Linked DNA regions of Zea mays: region 1 is linked to region 2. A link is a contact called in public Hi-C data. All regions are on one chromosome and are shown on one strand. Each heading gives the region's core, a stretch centred on a gene start, on an enhancer-like site or on the middle of the called end of the contact. The rest is flanking DNA. Distances are from core to core; before and after follow the strand shown. Region 1 holds the start of LOC100276129. Region 2 has its middle 21 kb from the start of LOC103638469.

Region 1 (3,362 bases), core at 67-2,566, 180 kb before region 2:
CTCCAAGGCACAAGCATGAAACCAAGCCTCGGTCAAATGAGTGATCGGAGCAAGAGAAGACAGCAGGAAGACGTTCTTCTTCAAAACACCCGCAAGTTGGACCTGGGATCTTTGGGCTGATTACTTCTAAATTAACCCAAAGATCGGGGGCTTGTGGGGGATAGATATCCCCCGGGTCCACTAAAGGAGTAAAAGACCTCACGAAAGGCCTAAGGGCCCAATAAATCATGAGGTCATTCCTTCGTGGGCCTGGGAAGAAACAACCAACAAGGCAGAGCGACGTGATACCGGATTGGTGCAAGCCCGGATGGCCCACAACGTTGAGCGAGTAAATCGCAACAGAGACCCGACTTTCCCGCGCTGAAGCCCCATGCAACGGAGCCATGCGAGGATAAGTCGGCGAGGGTTACATAGGGATAAACTCAAGAGGTTCACTACCTTTTAGCTACTTGTTGTTATCATATCCCCATGTACTGCCCCACGGTCGAGTATATAAGGCCTAGGGGGCACCCCTTTAGAACGATCGACCCTATCTTACTTAGCCACCCACATCAACTCTCTGTGTCTTCAATCCAGAGAGCCCTCTTGTAACCACGCTCACATACTCACCAGGACGTAGGGTATTACACATCTCTAAGCGGCTCGAACCTGTAAATCTTGTCCACTGTCCCTCGTGCGATCGGCACGAACCATTTTGCTACAGTCGTCGACAGCGTCCTACTCCTAGAAACATCTTGAGGGGCAACCCCGGGTGTGCGGTCGGACCCAAAACACCGACAGCTAATTTTAGCAACTAACTATTAGTTCTAGTACATTCAAACACCCTCTAAGTCCTAGCACTAGCTATCTGTATAGATCATTTTTTGTCGGTCAATGGGTCTTTGATACTCCAGTTGCTCAAGAGGCCTGTCTGTGAGGCTCGTTGGCCCGTTGGGCTATCCCATAAAAGGAACAAACCGTTGTTTTTGTTTCCTGTCCGTAGGGTCTGTTTGGTTCAGCTTTTTTCTGACCAACTTTTCTGAGAATCTGGCTGTGGGAAGAATCTAGCTGTGTAGAGAATCTGAGTATCATTAGGATTACGTGCGGAAGAAGATAAATGTGTCCATAGGACTCAGGATCTAGAAAGTGACAGATTCCTATTATTGCAACGATTCAACCGATTATATGTTTATGTTGATGTTGAATGATTTTTACCTAAACGAATTTTATAGAAGCTGACTGAAAAGCTGAGCGTTTGGCAGTCCGCAACAGCTTTTGGTGGTCAGAAGCCCAAAAAAAAGCTAAAACAAACAGGGACGTAACCATGCGGCAGCCCATTATTCGGATCCGAAGCCCACTAAAACTTGCGATCGTCCCGGACGGATCCATTTGGCTCTGGTCGTCACAAAGTTGTTTGTGCATCGCGGCGGCGACAAGGGGGCGACGAGGCAGGCGGAGCGGGCGGCGACTACAGCGGCAGCAGATCTCACGGAATGGTGAACTCTCCACTGCCTTCTCTTGCGTAGATCCAGGGTTCTGCTTGGGAGCCCGCTGTGCTGACCCAGGGGATTCGTGTCGCAGGCGGCGAAGGCAATCTCGAGCCCCGTGCCGGTGGAGTGGTACCCGACGCTGGCCGTCGTCATGGTATCCGTAGGCCTCATGTTCACCGCCTCCTTCTTCATGTGAGTCCTGTTCGTCCGTCATCTGTTACTGTACCTTGCGGATTTGGCAGACGAGTCATTCACTTGCCTGGTGCCCTGATCTGATGTGTTTACCCGCACATGCCTCGTGTCTGCTGAGTTTATTGGTAGGGTGTATTGACCTGCCCGCTCGTTCCGATTGGAGATCTCATCTGTTGCCCTCATCTGATGTATTTAGCTGTCGAGTTTTAGCATCTATTTTCTATGCTGCTAGGGGAAAACTCCATTCATGGTGGGACAGTCATGGATTATTATTAGTCGCCGTGGGTGTTTCTGTAATGTTGGATGGCACACAGGGGTTGGTGCTTACTGTTTTCATGAATTGGAGTGTGGGTTTAGGTTTGATGAGAACATTCTTGCCTGTGGCATTTTGGGGTGATTTTGAAGTTGCAACAGCAACCAGTGGAACCTGATGGGCATTTTGGAGTATAGTAGCATTTAACTCTGGTGCTTGTTTCAGAGGGATTTCCTTTTTGACCTGTTGAATCTTTTTATACTGGGTTGGTAAGTTGTTTGCTGAAATAGAACATGCACCATATAACTTTGTTAGTAGAATTAACTATTTATTGGAGAAAAACACACATACCTTGTCTGACTATGCATACACAAACTGCTGCCTGGTACCTTGATTAACCGAGTCTGTGGTGCTGACCCTGACCAACTCTTGAAGAAACTTTTTGTGAATGCAACTGACTATTTGTTTCTTCCTTTATGTGTGTGAATTCATTGCCTAACAGAACTATCATTCCTAGTCTAACAGTTGTACTAAGAAATCTATAAAGATAATATCCAGCACTTTCAGTACAAGAAGGCTCTCCTCATGTAATATTGTTTTTTTAAAGTCCTAATTTAATCTTATGGTTACTTTCAGTTACATGAGGATCTCCCTGTATATTATTGTGCTTGTCTAAATTCCCAAATTTAATCTTATGTTTGTTTTCTTTGGTCAAATATCACATGCTGGCGTACCCATCATGTGTTGTGCATTTCTGCTTTGATTTTGATCTTGATTTACATTTCAATTTCAACGCAATGTATTTCCATCAATTTGTGCTCAAGTGCCTACAGTTTCGATGTCACACCCGGATTTAAGGAACAAAGCCAGGTGCATCTCATACATGCGCCAAAGAAGACAACATATATAATAACAGAGTGTATAGAGATAAATGTCACAAAACATCAGAGTATTTATTACATAGCGGAAGGCTTATTACAAAATAAAAGAATAATTATAAAACGAACTAAGGATCGTCGGCGCCAATGTCGACCGAGACACGCCACCTAGATCAGATCGAACTCCTCAGTGTTAGGCGGCTCCTCTTCGACCACCTGTTCTTCTCCTGTGGGGGGGGGGGGGGGTGTGAGACAGCAAGAGTGAGCTCACATACGTTCATAGCTCAACAAGTCGTGGGGAATAATGTGGCATGAACTCACCAAAGGTGGGAGTTCATGTAGTGTAAGGCTGATCAATGAAACAGAGGTTGAGGCTGAGCATTGCTTTTATAAGTTGGTCAAAATTTTATTAGCAATTACTAAGTGTAAGTAAATACCAAACCTTAATAATAATAAAGAACAGTAATAGTAAAATAATCCCAAATGCGATGCAAATGTCAAATTGAATTTAAGTTCCATAATTAATCATGTGAGGGTCCGAGCCGCTCTTGACCGTGAGCACGGCTAGTA
Region 2 (3,535 bases), core at 141-2,640:
GGCCCCAACACCAGCTGACACCAGGCGCCCAGCACTGGGCAACTAGCCAAGGCCCAAACCTGTCGTGCCGAGTGCCGAACTGCCGGCCTTACCTGGAGGTCCTGGACACTGTGCTACTGGAGACTGCAGTATTGTGTTAGGGTTGCAGCCTTGCAGGCAGTCCAGGACTCCAGGTCCGGTGGCCGCCGCCCGCCATTGTCTAGTGCCCAGTGCCGTCTGCGCCTCTGCCGTCTACCGTCGTCAGCTCGTCGCCCACTTTGGCACCGGCAGTCTGGCACTCCACGTCGCAGCCACCTTCCAATGCCATCCACTGTCTCTCACTCGCAGAGTTGCAGGCCGCAGGCCCGACGGCCGCCAGCCGGCCAGCCTGCCATGCCTCCCGGCTCTCACCTGGGCGAGTGGGCAGACGCAGACGCCTGCCACCGCGGCACCTCCTCCTGGCCATGCAGTGACGCAGAGCCACAGACACCGGTCACCGCCCGCCCGCCCGCCCGCCGGTCGCCGCCTCTGTTGGACTGTTACTCTGTGTCTCTGTCAGTGCTTCTGTGGTTTTGCTATATTAGAATCAGTGAATCACAGAATGCTGACCGGAGTTGTGCACTTGGGCTGATTGCTGAACGCACTTGTGCACTTGTGCTTATGCTTGTGCAGAATGGTGACCGGAGAGTTGTGGTATATTTGAGTCTGCCAGATTGAAGTTGTGCTGAACGCGTGTATCTCAGTATGTACAGATGTGCTGGACCGCCTGTGCATATGGACTGTATGTCTGTATTCTGTACTCCTGTATGTGTTGGACGCCTATATGGCAGATTGGCGGATGGTTGGTATAATTCGGGCAAACACGAAAACCTATTATCAATTTCAGTTACCCGAATATTCGGTTCTCAAATACCCAATGTCTATTTCGGTTCTCACTTGTTAAAACCCGAACTTTTAAAAACCAAAAAAATCCGACCCGAATTGTGGGGTAAAACCAAATGCCCAGCCTTGATTTTACTAGCACGCTTTTGAAGCCACTGGCGGATGAGGCTGGATCATCCACCCTCTTAACCAAAATCACGGATAGCTTAACGATTAATGAATATTTGTCAAGCCACTAGTTTTTATCTATTAATATGTAAGAATCAGAAGCTAGTAAAAAAATATCTATACTATTATATAATCTATTAGTTTAAACTTTATAAAACCCACCCAAACAAATCACCTCCACACTCATAAGCTCTACTAAAATTACCAAACAAATTGCACATATGTTTGACACACCATCAAAACCAAGAGTTCACATTATTGCTGAATAGACAATATTATTTGGATAATTCCTCATCTCACTCCCGTGACCCAACCTCTCCCTCTCATGTGTCCCCACCGTCCTCTCTCCCTCACGCTTGCCACCGCGGCCACAGCTAACCCCTCCTCTCCCCTCCTTACGATCGTAGCGTGGGCTATATGCTAACAGATATTAGTTTATTTCTGTTGATATAAAACTATTTTTTGTCGTGCCATTGTTGACGAAAATCATTCAGCTGATACGACGAAAACTATAGGCATTTTTGCATGGTGCATCAATGCAACCGGCCGGCATCCGTCCAAGTCCAAACTAGCGGCCTCGTCCGCGACGCATGCTGTGCTGCTGGCTGCTAGTGCGGCCGCCTCTCACTACCACAAACATAAACAGTGAGAAAGAGAGAGCTCAATATTCTTCCCCGATCCAATCAGCCAAGTTGGACCTCGACCACTGCTCCCCCTCTGGTCGGTAACACCGCGCGCAGCGGGTCGGCCGGCGTCTGGCTCCTTTTGCCGCAATGCGCTAGACTGGTGCGATACCCAGTTGTGGAGCAGAAACTCACATGCGGCAGTCTCGGCACGCCACATGCGATGCGCTGCGATGCGATGCGAGCATAGTGGCCACTGCTGAGTGCTGACTCCTGTCGCTGGCGGTGGCGGGTGCTCGCCAGCGACGCCCGCGCGGTCGCGGCGCGGAGAGGGGTGTCTCTGTGCGTCCCATGTTCGACGTCCCGTCCGCAGAGGCAGCGCGACGTGCGCCAGTCAGACAGCGGCTCCGGTGCGACCGTGCGGCGGCATTGATCTGCGCCACAGCTTTAGGACGGATTGTCCGGTCAGGTTGGGATATTTTGCCGGACTCTCTGCTATTGCATTTGACCTTATTTTAAAGAGACACAACTGTTACAAGTTTCCAGTGGAACACGAAGGTAACATCTTCTCTCTTTCTCTCTCTCCATTGTTTCTGTCATGGCACGATATTGTATTTCTATTTTTCCAGTCTCCTGTTGATCCTAGATAATGTAACTTAGACGGCAATTTTTGTTTGTTAATTTAGCGGCGCCTTTTCTAAATAATACTCTCTCCCTTCTTTTCATGTTTTAGTTTAAAAATAAACCAACGGACGACAAATTTTCGAGAACGGAAGTAATAATCATTTAGATGCAAAAGTAGGGCTCTATCTATTGAATTAATGTGGGTCTTACCCATATTAATATTAATAATAAACAATGTTAGATGTCCACTTTAATGCTACGGTTTACTAGTACTTTAGTACCATACCGAAAGTTTAATGAACAATTTAATCAACTTAAATAGGTGGACCGTCGGTGCATCTATTGAAAAAATGAGAAAAGGGTGAAGAACTGCCACACGCGCACGCCGCCGGCCGGGCAGGGCCATGGTCGTGGTAGATCGGACCTTGGTCCGAATATTCATTCCTAACAGTAATGGGTGTCAGCTAGTAACGAACGTCATTGATGTGTGTAACGGTAGCTCTGATGGCAACCGTTACTGTCTATTGGCCTCGTTGGCCTCCCTCTGCGCCTGTATATATACGAGTAGGGGAGGCTGCTTCTGGGTTGACAGCACAGTACGCACGTACAGTCTCAGACGCGTTGCACAAAGCCATTCCCGTCCCACCTTCTGCGAGCATAGACAGTGTGGGAGAGCAGGCCTCCAAAATCGCCGTCCGCTGAAAGACACTTGCACGGGTGTGCCGGCGATCAGGTTTTTGGGGAGCGTACTCGCGACTACTCGCTTCTTTCGCTCGACCAACGCTGATCAAGTTCCTCGTCGTCGGCGCCGTTCGAGGGACTACACTGCGTACATCTGCCTGTATGGACTGCGTACGACTACATCGAATATACACACGGGATGTCTCGTGTGAATGGAGCCACTGATGCATTGAGCATCGGTCCCTTTGCAGGGTATATTATGATTTTAGTAATTGTGCATGTTTTACTATTGTTTACTGCTTATGTGAGTAGTGATATACACATGCACATACATGTCGTCACATACATCACTGTGATTTTCTGGATTAAATTAAAACTGAAAATGTATATTTCTCTAACAATACAAAAACCTGATATTAGGTATTTTTCTGTTAGTGGTTTTGCTGCTGCGTTAAAACCATGTGAACCTTTTGATGAGACATTTTACAAGAGGTGGCGTAGTAAGATGATATTGTGGTTGATTGCAATGAACTGCTATCACGCCGCATAGGGGAAACCCGAACAGTTCACTCCTGAGG

Evidence for each region. A called contact is a pair of places that touch in the nucleus more often than the background predicts.
Region 1: a Hi-C map of leaf shows a contact between it and region 2, with 4 times the contacts expected there. The contact joins the promoter of LOC100276129 here to the enhancer-like site in region 2. A contact is called at or near these places in 3 of 25 Hi-C or Micro-C datasets (ear, leaf and tassel).

Annotation. Positions count from the first base shown.
Region 1 is chr9:72,649,026-72,652,387 of Zm-B73-REFERENCE-NAM-5.0, reverse strand. It overlaps LOC100276129, which reads left to right and starts at 1,316. Exons shown (of 4, transcript NM_001367839.1): 1 at 1,316-1,475; 2 at 1,561-1,661. The coding sequence starts at 1,473.
Region 2 is chr9:72,464,551-72,468,085 of Zm-B73-REFERENCE-NAM-5.0, reverse strand. No RefSeq gene overlaps it. Among protein-coding and RNA genes, the nearest start is that of LOC103638469, 21 kb to the right of the region's middle. Within about 2 kb of position 1,390, at least 17 of the 20 cell types and tissues checked have an H3K27ac peak or open chromatin away from gene starts, as enhancers often do. A contact at or near this core is called in ear, leaf and tassel, where this site is marked.